3 separate regions of the Muntiacus reevesi genome follow, and all the other regions are linked to region 2. Evidence: chromatin contacts called from public Hi-C data. All regions are on one chromosome and are shown on one strand. Each heading gives the region's core, a stretch centred on a gene start, on an enhancer-like site or on the middle of the called end of the contact. The rest is flanking DNA. Distances are from core to core; before and after follow the strand shown. Region 1 holds the start of SEC62 (SEC62 homolog, preprotein translocation factor). Region 2 holds the start of SKIL (SKI like proto-oncogene). Region 3 holds the start of MYNN (myoneurin).

The links. Hi-C and Micro-C count contacts between places; a contact is called where the count stands out from the background.
Region 1: a Hi-C map of blood shows a contact between it and region 2, with 5 times the contacts expected there. The contact joins the promoter of SEC62 here to the promoter of SKIL in region 2. A contact is called at or near these places in 2 of 3 Hi-C or Micro-C datasets (blood and muscle).
Region 3: a Hi-C map of muscle shows a contact between it and region 2, with 3 times the contacts expected there. The contact joins the promoter of MYNN here to the promoter of SKIL in region 2. A contact is called at or near these places in 2 of 3 Hi-C or Micro-C datasets (blood and muscle).

The regions. Positions count from the first base shown.
Region 1 is chr8:74,241,585-74,244,973 of mMunRee1.1, forward strand. It overlaps SEC62 (SEC62 homolog, preprotein translocation factor), which reads right to left and starts at 1,902. Exons shown (of 8, transcript XM_065942096.1): 1 at 1,827-1,902. The coding sequence starts at 1,862.
Region 2 is chr8:73,912,342-73,915,863 of mMunRee1.1, forward strand. SKIL (SKI like proto-oncogene) reads right to left here and starts at 1,262. Exons shown (of 7, transcript XM_065942688.1): 1 at 850-1,262.
Region 3 is chr8:74,423,125-74,426,808 of mMunRee1.1, forward strand. It overlaps MYNN (myoneurin), which reads right to left and starts at 1,301. Exons shown (of 9, transcript XR_010664261.1): 1 at 983-1,301; 2 at 1-43. It overlaps ACTRT3 (actin related protein T3), which reads left to right and starts at 1,000. Exons shown (of 4, transcript XM_065943450.1): 1 at 1,000-1,120; 2 at 1,532-1,919. The coding sequence starts at 1,912. It overlaps TRNAV-AAC (transfer RNA valine (anticodon AAC)), which reads right to left and starts at 2,809; the gene lies at 2,737-2,809.

The DNA of each region.
Region 1 (3,389 bases), core at 652-3,151, 330 kb after region 2:
AGGAGTTATGTGCCAAATACTATGTTCATAGCTTTTATAACCTTTAATAACCAGTCATCCACTCACCTATTTTTTTCCACCACAACCCAAAGAGGATCCCTTTTCAAGGTAAACATTCCTTCTTACGGATTTGGAAATAGAGGGAAAAAGCTAAGTAATTTGACCAAAGTTACACAGCAAGTAATTACTGACACTGGGGTACCAACTGGCACAGTATGTTTTAGCTCCCAGTGACTATCACTGCTATACCAGTTTTTAATCTATCTTTTTGCTTAATATGAGATCACAATTGAATTAGATGAAAAAAAAAAAAAAAAAAAAAGAAATAGAGCAGCTATTCAAAGTAAATTAGGATCACCTTTGTGACCACAGTAAAGAACAGTTGAAATTAAAAAAAAAAAAAAAGTTTATTTAGGGCCATAAAATGTACCATATGTGTAAATATAAGAAATTCAGTAAGTACTAATTTGACAACTTCAGTACAAATTCTAATGAAAATATTATGTATCCAGAACTGACCAATAACATTAAATTTTGAAAGACTAGGAATAGTATAATTACAAACTTCTTTCACAATAAACTTAAGCTTTGGTTTTATGGCCTGTCTGAACTTGTGGGAGGGGGCAGGATTTGTCTCTTTCTGGTCCCGTTCTGTACTCTATTTGAAACTACTCTCTTATTTCTGCCCTATTACAAAATTCCAGATTTACTGATCACTGGCATCTTTTTTTCCCCTAGTACTTCAGACTTTTAAGGATAATTTTAACTTGCATACCTAAATCACCCGTGGTGTAAGTTAAGTGATAAACTTTTTTTAAATGGGGAAATAAAACATCAGACGAAAAGTCATTCTAAGCAATGAAACAGTAAGGAACAGAAAGAAAATGAGTGTAACAATTTGTGATTAGCATATTAACAATTTACAACAAGCCCAATTTATGATGACATATGAAGGTTTCTAGGCACATAAACTAACAAGGAGAGACACATCGTGAGTCGAAGATGTTCCACATATTTAATCCTCTGAGCAGAGAGCATGAACAACAGGGGAAAATTGTAGGGAAGAAATACACAGATGACAGGCCTGTGGAATGAGGGAGGGATGCTATGCAGGTTATGAGGATGACACCCTGCCATGTCAAAGGTTCCTAGGCGCGACCCGCTCGTTGCCGTACCGAGTTTTGTTTATTTACATTGTGTCGCTGAAAGAAAGCCACAAAGCTTCAGCTGGACGCTTACGTTAATAATAAAAAGGAGGAAGAAGGGTACAGCAAACGAACACCTGGATACGCAGTTCGTCGCCTGGGCCTCGGGGCAGCTGACCAAACCCTGCTCACTCCCACCTCCTACGGTCCTTCTATACGCGCACAAAGAACGGCAGCTTTAGATCACTCCTCCGCCTTCTTCTACCCTAGTTACCGTGGCCTCAATTTCGGGACAGCTAAGGCGAAAAGATGGGGTGGAGAAGGGAGGGGAGGAGCCCGGGAGGGTCGATGTCTGCGCTTGGAGGGCGCTGACCTCCCAGCACAGGCCCAGGCCGGCGCCTCCACCGGAACCTTGAACTGACGGCCGCGCCTCCACGGCCGATTCCGAGCGCAGCGCCTTCTGCCTTCCGCCGCAGCCCGAGCACCTCCGCCTGTCTCCGCCGTCTCCAACGCCGCCCTTCCTCAGGCCCCTCACAACGACGCAGCCCACAACCTGCGGCCTCGCGGTGGAACCCCACCCCACCTCGTCCTCGATTTCGCTCGCCCTTCCCGGGAGCTTTCTCAGCATCTTCCACTTCCTAGCGCCCTTAAGCCCCCTACCCCAGGGTTCGGCTTTGCTACCTGAATCCGCTTCTTGTGTCGCCTGCGTTCCGCCATGTTGGCCGCTCCGCCCGGTTCCCTCTGACGTGGAGCGAGGCGGGGGCGGTGGAAACCTCGCGAGAGCGCGCCGCGGGACCCGTTATGTAACCCGGCGGCTGGCGCCGGGGAAGGAGGGAAGCTGGCAAATGATCGGTATCGGCCACTCCGACCCTGGATATGCTTTTTCTCCCCTTTTTCCTCGGCTCCTTTTTTTTTTTTTTCTTTTTTTTGCGGGAACTGGAAATCGCTGGGACCAGAAGGAAATTAATAAGTGGATCAAAGAGCTGGGGGACTGGCAAGAGTCCTCTTGACTAGACATCTGACTCACCTGGAAAGCTGTTAAAATACAGATTCCGGGGTCCACCCCCTCGGAGTCAGTAGGTTTGGGGTGGAGCTTTCCCCCTAGGATTTACTGGGACCTGTGGAATTCTAGAGTCTTTGTGATACTCCTTTCTTGCCAGTGAGCCCTATCCTATCCATTCCCCATTTGTAAATCCTACTAACCCCATTTTGAAGATGGGAAAACTGAGACAGCGGAGGTGCAGCGATATGAACTGGTTTATCCTAAGGCTCCACAGTTAGTAAATGGCACATCCTAGATTGAAGACCAATTATCTTTCCCCATGCAAAGTAGAGAGTAGTTGGGCTCGTCTGACACAGACTTTGGATTCCGCATTCCATTTTCCACGTTGGTTCTCAAAACGCACTTTTAGAATCCAGGCGTCAGAACTCAGGGAGGTACGAGGAACTAATAAGATAAATAGAGAACATCTAAGAAGTTGAAATTAAGAAGACCGCAGGGTACTTGGACACTAGTTATAACTATTGTTATTTTCAGTGAGTGAGTTCAGTCGCTCAGTCGTGTCTGACTCTTTGCGACCCCATGGACTGCAACAGGCCAGGCTTCCCTGTTCCTCACCCATTCCCAGAGCTTACTCAAACTCAGGTCCATCCAGTTGGTGATGCCTTCAAACCATTTCATCCTCTGTCCTCCCCTTCTCCTCCTGCCTTCAATCTTTCCCAGCATCAGGGTGTTTTCCAGTGAGTCAGTTCTTCGCATCAGGTGGCCAAAGTATTGGAGTTTCAGTTTCAGCATCCAGTCCTTCCAATGAATATTCAGAACTGATTTCCTTTAGGTGGACTGGTTTGATCTCCTTGCAGTCCAAGCGACTCTCTAGAGTCTTCTCCAACACCACAGTACAAAAGCATCAGTTCTTCAGCCCTTAGCTTTCTTTGTAGTCCAACTCTCACATCCATACATGACTAGTAGAAAAACCATAGCCTTGACTAGACGGACTTTTGTAGGCCAAGTAATGTCTCTGCTTTTTAATATGCTGTCTAGGTTGGTCAAAGCTTTTCTTCCAAGGAGCAACCGTCTTTTAATTTCATGGCTGCAGTCACCATCTGCAGTGATTTTGGAGCCCCCCCCCAAATAAAGTCTGTCACTGTTTGCATTGTTTCCCCTTACTGTTTGCCATGAAGTGATGGGCCCGGATGCTATGACCTTAGTTTTCTGAATGTTGAGTTTTAAGTTAGCTTTTTCAC
Region 2 (3,522 bases), core at 12-2,511:
TAGCCAACGTACTGACTTTCGCCCACCACAGGAACACCTCAGCCTACGCAGGCCAAGGAAGAGGGCAGGAGGCATGACTTAGAATGGGGAGCCCTCAAACCCTGAGATCCTCGGCCCACGCAAAGCCATTCACCCACCTTAAACCCGAGGCGGAGGCGGGGAGAGGAGGGCAAGGGACCCGGGACGCCTCGGGCTTGCAAGCGGGTAGTGGGAAGTGGAAGAAAAGGAGTCCCCCCCCCCAACCCCGCCCCCCCCGCAGTCTCGGAACACCCCGGTGCCCTCCCAACACCGCCCCGCTAAGGGGGCCGCAGGCAGGACTGTGGAAATCCCCCGCGCACCCTCTCCCCGGGAAGTTCTCGGGTGTTACCCCAGCACCCGTAAGGCTGCACCTCCCCTCGCCTGCCCAGGGCAGAGGAGAGAGGGGTCAGCGGACGGGAGGGGCGCCGAGCCGGGACCTCCCAGTCGCTGAGCGCCGACCTACCGGGTCGAGCCCGGGGCATCCCCGCGGAGCGCAGACGGGCGGCGGGGGGCGGAAGGGGACAGTGACGGGCGTCCAGGGTCCGGGGTCCCGACGGGTCCAGTCAAGTGCAGCACCTGGCCCCTGCCCGCGCCCATCACCCGGGATCAGCGAGGCATGACCCGCCGTGGGACACCCGGCCCGCGCCCCCCCGTGGCCCCGACCCCACCCGGGACCCAGGCATCCGGACCGCCGACTACGGCCTCCGCACCCGAGGAAGCCCGACGAGCTTTGTTAACTCCCCTTGACGCCCGGCGCCGCCGTCGGGCGCCCCGGGAGCCGCGCGCCCCTAGCCTACCGCCGCGTCCGCCCCCCGCGAGCCGAGGCCGCACCTGTGCCCGCCGCCGCCGCCGCCGCTCGCCCGCTCCCCTTGGCTGTGCCGGCGCCGCTCCGAACCCCACACACATCGCTACACACAGCCCTCTGACGTCACCGAGCCCTCGGCCCGCCCACGTCACTGCGGAGACACACGGCTTCCCGCAGACGCCGCCGCCGTCTCCGGCCGCCCGGGGGAGAGCGAGGGCGGCGGGGGGGGAGGGGAGGAGAGGAGAACTGAGCCAGCGGCGGCACCGCGCGCGCGAGCCCGCCGCCGCCGCCTCGCGGCTCCTAGCCCCTCGGGGGCGCGCGCGCCGTCTGCCCTATAGTGGCTCCCTAGGGCTCCCCCAGCCCGTCGTCTGGCGCGCGCGCCCCTCCCCCAGGCGCGCGCTCGGCGCTCCTGGCCCCGCGCGCCGTCTGGGCGGCTGGCGCGCGGCGCTGTCTGCGGTGCACCCGGCGCAGACAGGATGTTCCCTCCCCGCCCCACCCCCACCGCCGCCCTCCCTCCTTCCTTCCTCGAGTCGCCTAGCCGGCTGTCTGGGGCCGCCACCGCCCCGCCCCCGCCCCACCCGCTGCTCCGTGGAGACGGGCCAGACCCGGGGGCGCCCTGGTCGCTCGGCCGCCGCGCGACACGGAGAGAGGGGGGCAGGGCGACCGCGCGGTGCACTGTGCGCGACCCCAGCAGCCGGCAGGGCGGAGGCAAGGTCCGCCCGGCCGAGCGCCGCGGCCCGAGGTCAGGCACAGGCGACCCTCCCCCCGCGGGGCCGCAGCTGGGCCGCCCCGCCCCGGAGGCAGCCGGGTGGCGGCCGCCCAGCCGCGCCCCCCGTGTGGGCCCTGCGCGCGGGGGCTGCCCCCCGCCCCCGCGGGGCCTCCCGCCCGAGGGCCGCCCCGCCAGCTGCCGGCGCTGCGCTGCGCTCCGCCCCACCCCGGCGGCCCCCGCCTTGCCTGGGCGGCCTCCGCCCAGACGCCTTCCCTGGGCTGACCTTCTCCGCCATCGGGCCGGGCTGGAGGGCTGGCAGAAGTTCTGGCAAAACCGAGAGAAAACATTTTTGTCTCTACTTCTCAGCCTCCCTCCCCCTACCCCCTCACCAGACTGCTCTCTCGGTTCCAAAAGGGAGCTAGAAATTACATGCTTCTACAGTGTTTCCTGAGGGGTTTGGGATTTTGTTTTGGAGGCGAACAGGAGATGAGACGAGGAAAGCGATGACCGAAGCGCTTTCGGCTGTAACCCTCGGGGCCGAACAGAGCCGTCTCCCTTGTCGGTGTTCCGCTGTGGTCGATTAGCATATTGAACTCTGCCGAGCTGCTCCGTCATATTTCGAAACACCAAGAAAAACCCCTTTTTTCCACCCCACCGCAAAATTAGGAACTGAAATAGTACCCCAGATCTCAGTGCACCGAATTCAGAAGACTTGGCGTTGTGCCCCCCCCAGCCCCGCCCCCCCCCCCGATTTTTTCCCCTTTTTGCGCATTTTCGTCCAATTTCTTCTGGTTTTACTGCTTCGAGGTCACTCATGGGATCCACATTTGGAGCCAGCCGACTGGGAATACTCCTGTGCTCATAGATTTTTTTTTTTCCTGTTTTCCTCCCAACGGGCCTACCCGAGGCTTACAAGCCTCTCATTCCCTGCACACCCAAGTTCCATTCCTCCCACCCCCATCGCCGGGCTCCCAGGTCGTGCCCCTCTCCCACCCCCCACCTTCCTCTCCTCCTTGACTGCCTGCTTTCCAGAACATGAATAATTCCGCAGCACTTCCCATCTGTTATTGCCATAGAGACAGAAGCTCAGCAAAGATAATGATGTTCTGTGCAGAGCCGGTGCGGGGAGAGCAGCATCTGCGAGACGGGGGGACAGGTTTTCTAACCTCCAGAATAGTCGGAAGGCCCGGCTGAAGGTCTAGTGTGGGAGACTGGACAGTCTTGAGAGTGGGCAATCGCAGACCAATTTTAGAAGCCAAAATGACAGATCTTTTTTTAAAGTGATTTCAAACTGCAATTAATGATAAATAAATATACAGTACTCATTTTATCAACCGTAGAAATAATTACTTGGTAGCACAATCAAAGGCCTAAGCAGCAGAATCAACTGGACAGTAAATAGACTTGAAAAATCAAACATTTTATCCTCTCCCCTGTTCTTTTGATTTGCTTTCCCCAAGAATCTGTTTCTTGAGTGAAGAACCTTTTGTGCCTGTAGTTTTGTGTACAATGGTTTGAGAAATAGTGACAGGCACATGTGACTAGAACCCATCAGGTTTTGAGGACTTTTTTTTTTTTCGTCAAAGTACAAAATGTACCAAATTAAAATTCACTTTCCCCTTGAATTGCTAAGGCCTTGGGGTCAAAGGTACAGGTTAGAACTCCAGTGAAACTGAGCAGGGTACCTCTGCATAGATCTGATGCAGGTGGGAAGGTACACACCAAGCTACGGTTTTGCAGGCCTACTTCAGGATTTTCAGAAATTATCAGTAAAATTGATTGTGTAACATAAAACAAAAAGCCCTGAAACAAATGATAATGGTTCTTTATCTCAGAAACAGAATTGAATGAACCCAGAGAACACAGGCCCTAGAAAAAAAAATCATGGTGAGGTAATGAAGTGTTAGTCAGTCAGTCCTGTCCAACTCTTTGTGACCGCACCATGGACTGTAGCCTGCCAGGCTCCTCTGTCTATGGAATTCTCTAGGCA
Region 3 (3,684 bases), core at 51-2,550, 510 kb after region 2:
CGAATACTGCATTTTGATATCGGAATCGAATTCTATCCTTGTTCTAAAAAAACAAGAGAGAGAGTAAATCAGTACCACTATGTTTTCATCAAACTTTTCTCCCAAGCCATTGGTGAATAAAGAGACATAGAATCCAAACAAGAACAAAGCCTGTTCTCATTTTACGCCCCCAGAAAATTCTTATCAAGCAAATACGGATAAAAATGCCGAAGGGATAAAAAGCCATCCTAGTTTCTATTTCATCTTGGTCAACTAACACAATCCTTTGGACACGTCAACAAATGACGATGTGTGAAAACATTTCCACAAAGTGAAAAAAAAAAGCACCGCAAAATTTCACACTTCTACATCGCAAAGAGTCGGACACGACTGAGCGACTGAACTGAACATCAGTTGAACCTTCACAGTTTCAAGCTCAGTAGGCACACGTAAATTACGAAAAAAAAAAAAATTAACAAACCATTAAGAAATGATTCCTTGGGACAAATGGTCAAAGGACATGGTACGAGTTCTTTAAAATTTTTCTCAACTGCTTCTCTGCCTTTCGATTAAGTGTAAAATTGCTCTCAAATCTTCGAAACCCGTTAACTTCCGCAGAGCATACAGTGGCTTAAACGCAAGGCGGGTGCCGAAGGGGGCGGAGAACCAGCAGGGCCAAGAGTTGTCAAAGATCTGGTCACCCGCCCCGAGGAGGCCACGCTCCTTCCTACCACCACCTCCGTCTACTCGAGGCCGCAAGGAGAGTGACAGTAAAAGCCGGTCTCTCCCGACTTCCGCCTTCCTGCCCTTCGCCCAGCTCCCACTCCCCCAATTCCCACGGCAGAGGCTGTGGCCAAGGCCAACACCGGGGCTGCCTCGCCCTAGCTTTCCACCCTAACATCTTCACACCGGCCTGAATGCGAACTCCACGGAGCCTGCCCTCCAATGCCCCAAGGTCTGGAGAGAGCGGGAATAGCGGCCTGGGGGCAAAGACAGAACTCACCTATAGAAACCCGAGGGGGAACAGTTTCTTCACTCTCTCTCCGCCATCTTGGAAATACGTCACCACGCCACGCTCCGCCTTTCCCTGTTTCCTCCACGGTGACGTCACATCCGATCCCGCGCGTTCCGCGGCTACGCGGTAGGCTCTAGGACCCTGGAGGTCCAACAGCAGCCTGAGGGCAGCATGCTGGTGCATAGAGAACTCGCTCCTTAGCCTGCCAGGAGCACCCGGAAACCGGGAGCGTCTCGGCTAGGAGACTAAGGGCTTGCTTACGGAGCCACGACTGTCGTCCTCACCGTGAGCATTCTAGACAGTCAGCATCTCGCGCTCCGCCTGCGTTTTGCGCGGAGGCTGAGCCGCGCTGCCTTGCGGCCTCTTTCCAGGAACCAAATTGTGCATTGTATGCTGGGGCTTGTAGTTAGTTGCTCGTCTTCTCCCATTATCCTCCACTTCCGTGAGGCCCCACGAGTGGGAACAGCTGCTTTGTGTACTCTGGCTCTGGGCCATGGGAATTTTGGAGCTGAGACTGATCACCCCTTTTTATTTTAGGTACTACCAGAAAGCTCTTGAGAAACTATGAGTCTTGTTTGCATCAGCCAACTGGAGCCCAGTATCCAGGATACCCTTACCTGGTGATAGCAGTCTGAGATGCAAGAAAGCGGCGCAAAGCTGTAGGGCACACTGGGCATGCGCTTGGGGAAAAGTGGGCTTTATACCGGAAAAGGTTCTGCTGTGGACTAGAAAGCATTTAATACAATTTTTTGCATTCTATGCAGATTTTGTACAGTGAGGGAAGCTTGGCGGGCTACATGCGGTCCATGGGGTCGGAAAGAGTCAGACAGGACTGAGCACGCAGTCAACGACAGTGAGGGAAAGGCGTGCTAGTTAGCTCCGTGATTTAAAAAGACGTACAAGGGGTACGTGCTCATATGTTAGGGTGAGTAATTTTATGCGGACATCAAAAATCTAAGAAAACCAAAACTTCGGCTTTTTTTTTTTTTTTTTTACTTGTTAAGAGTTGTGTCAGGACCGTGGGAAATTTACTCACGACTTTATTTTAAAGAACATTGTAAACTTGAATTCTTTTTTTCCTCGAGATTTTTTTTTACAACCATATTTTGTTTGCTGTCTGTAAATTCTTTCTTCTCGGTTAGAACCATGTTTATGGGGGGGTGGGGGTGGGGAGCCCCATAACCGTTAGGTTTATAAGGGGAAAAAACGAGTCTGGTTCTTTCTTGATTTCGTCTTCTCTTTGAGTATAATTTTCTGATTACATTTATTTTTGTCGGAATCCTTTTCGGTAATTTATTAATTGAGGGATAGCTGTGAGTCTCTAGTAGGTGTCAAACAGATACGAAGTATATGAAAGAGCGCAAAACATGGTCTCTGGCGTTTAGAAAAATCAACAATCTCAATGGGAAAACTAATGGAAAACCGAATGACTTGTAATACAAAGAGTGCCGAGGTGACAGGGCTTACCAGTTTTTACCCTGCGTTTAATTACGCTTGGTAGGCTGTACATTATTTTTTCAGTATCAGGTTGTGAGTTGAATTTAAAAACAATTGTTTAAAGTCTGGAACACTTCTTCCACGTGCAAGCCATTAATAAGAATATTTGTTTAATAACATCCACGTTAAAAGTCCAAATTCCCAAGGTACTGCAAATTATTGTCAGAATTTTACTTTTTAAAAGGGTAAGAAGGAGGATCACAGGATCCTTTTGCTCCTGTTCAAAAGGGAAAGGAAATGAGAGCTGTTTCCGCCCGGTTTCGAACCGGGGACCTTTCGCGTGTTAGGCGAACGTGATAACCACTACACTACGGAAACCCGCTTGGAGACTGGGGTTGAGAAACTCCCTCATACGTCTCCATAGTTCTGTTGTGGCATGCAGTTCAGAAAGTTAGCCTAACTTTTAACAAAAGAACAAAGAAACCCCAACGGGAAATGACCATATGTCCAGTTAAACAGTGCTACCATTTCAAAAGTTGGAATTTACGTACATTGTTTTCAAAGCCCCTGGTTAGAAACTGGGCACCCGTTAGTTGGCCCTTCTTTGAAGTTTACTTTTTTCTACGGAAAAGAAGTATATTGGCTTCTTTGTTGCTGAGTGTCTCGGGTGTGTTTCGGGGCTTTGGCTAGCTAGAAAGAGGTGACTGCGCTGGGATCCTGGAGTCCTCGCTCACGCAGGGGCGGAGGGGTGGACGGGCGGCGGGGCGGCGGGGCGGCGGGGCGGCGGGGCGGCGGGGCGGCGGGGCGGCGGGGCGGGGGCGCGGAGGGGCGGAGGGGCGGGGGGGGGGGCGCGGAGGAAGGGCACCAAACTCCCCAGCCGTGATCTTGTTTCTAAGAGAGAAAGCGACGCTTTCAGCCTCTCGTGGAAGGACGTGTAGTTTAGTTTTGAATTTCCTACCTTGCTTCTGTACTAGTTTTAGACAGTACTTAGTCTTAAAATCTTCTATAGGGTGTGCAAAATTCAGGGTTTTTTTTTTTAATTAGACATCAAGATGCACTTTTTATCACGCAGCGTGCATAAATTTTCTAAGCCTGAATTTCTTGTGACTTAAGTAATATCGTTTACCCTGGAAAGAGGCAGATACACCCTGATGCCTAAAAAATCAATAATTTTTCGGGAATGAGAGTGAGCTTTCGAGGAGTAATCTAATGGGATTGCTAAAAAAATTTTTAAAGTGAGATGCTACTATTTC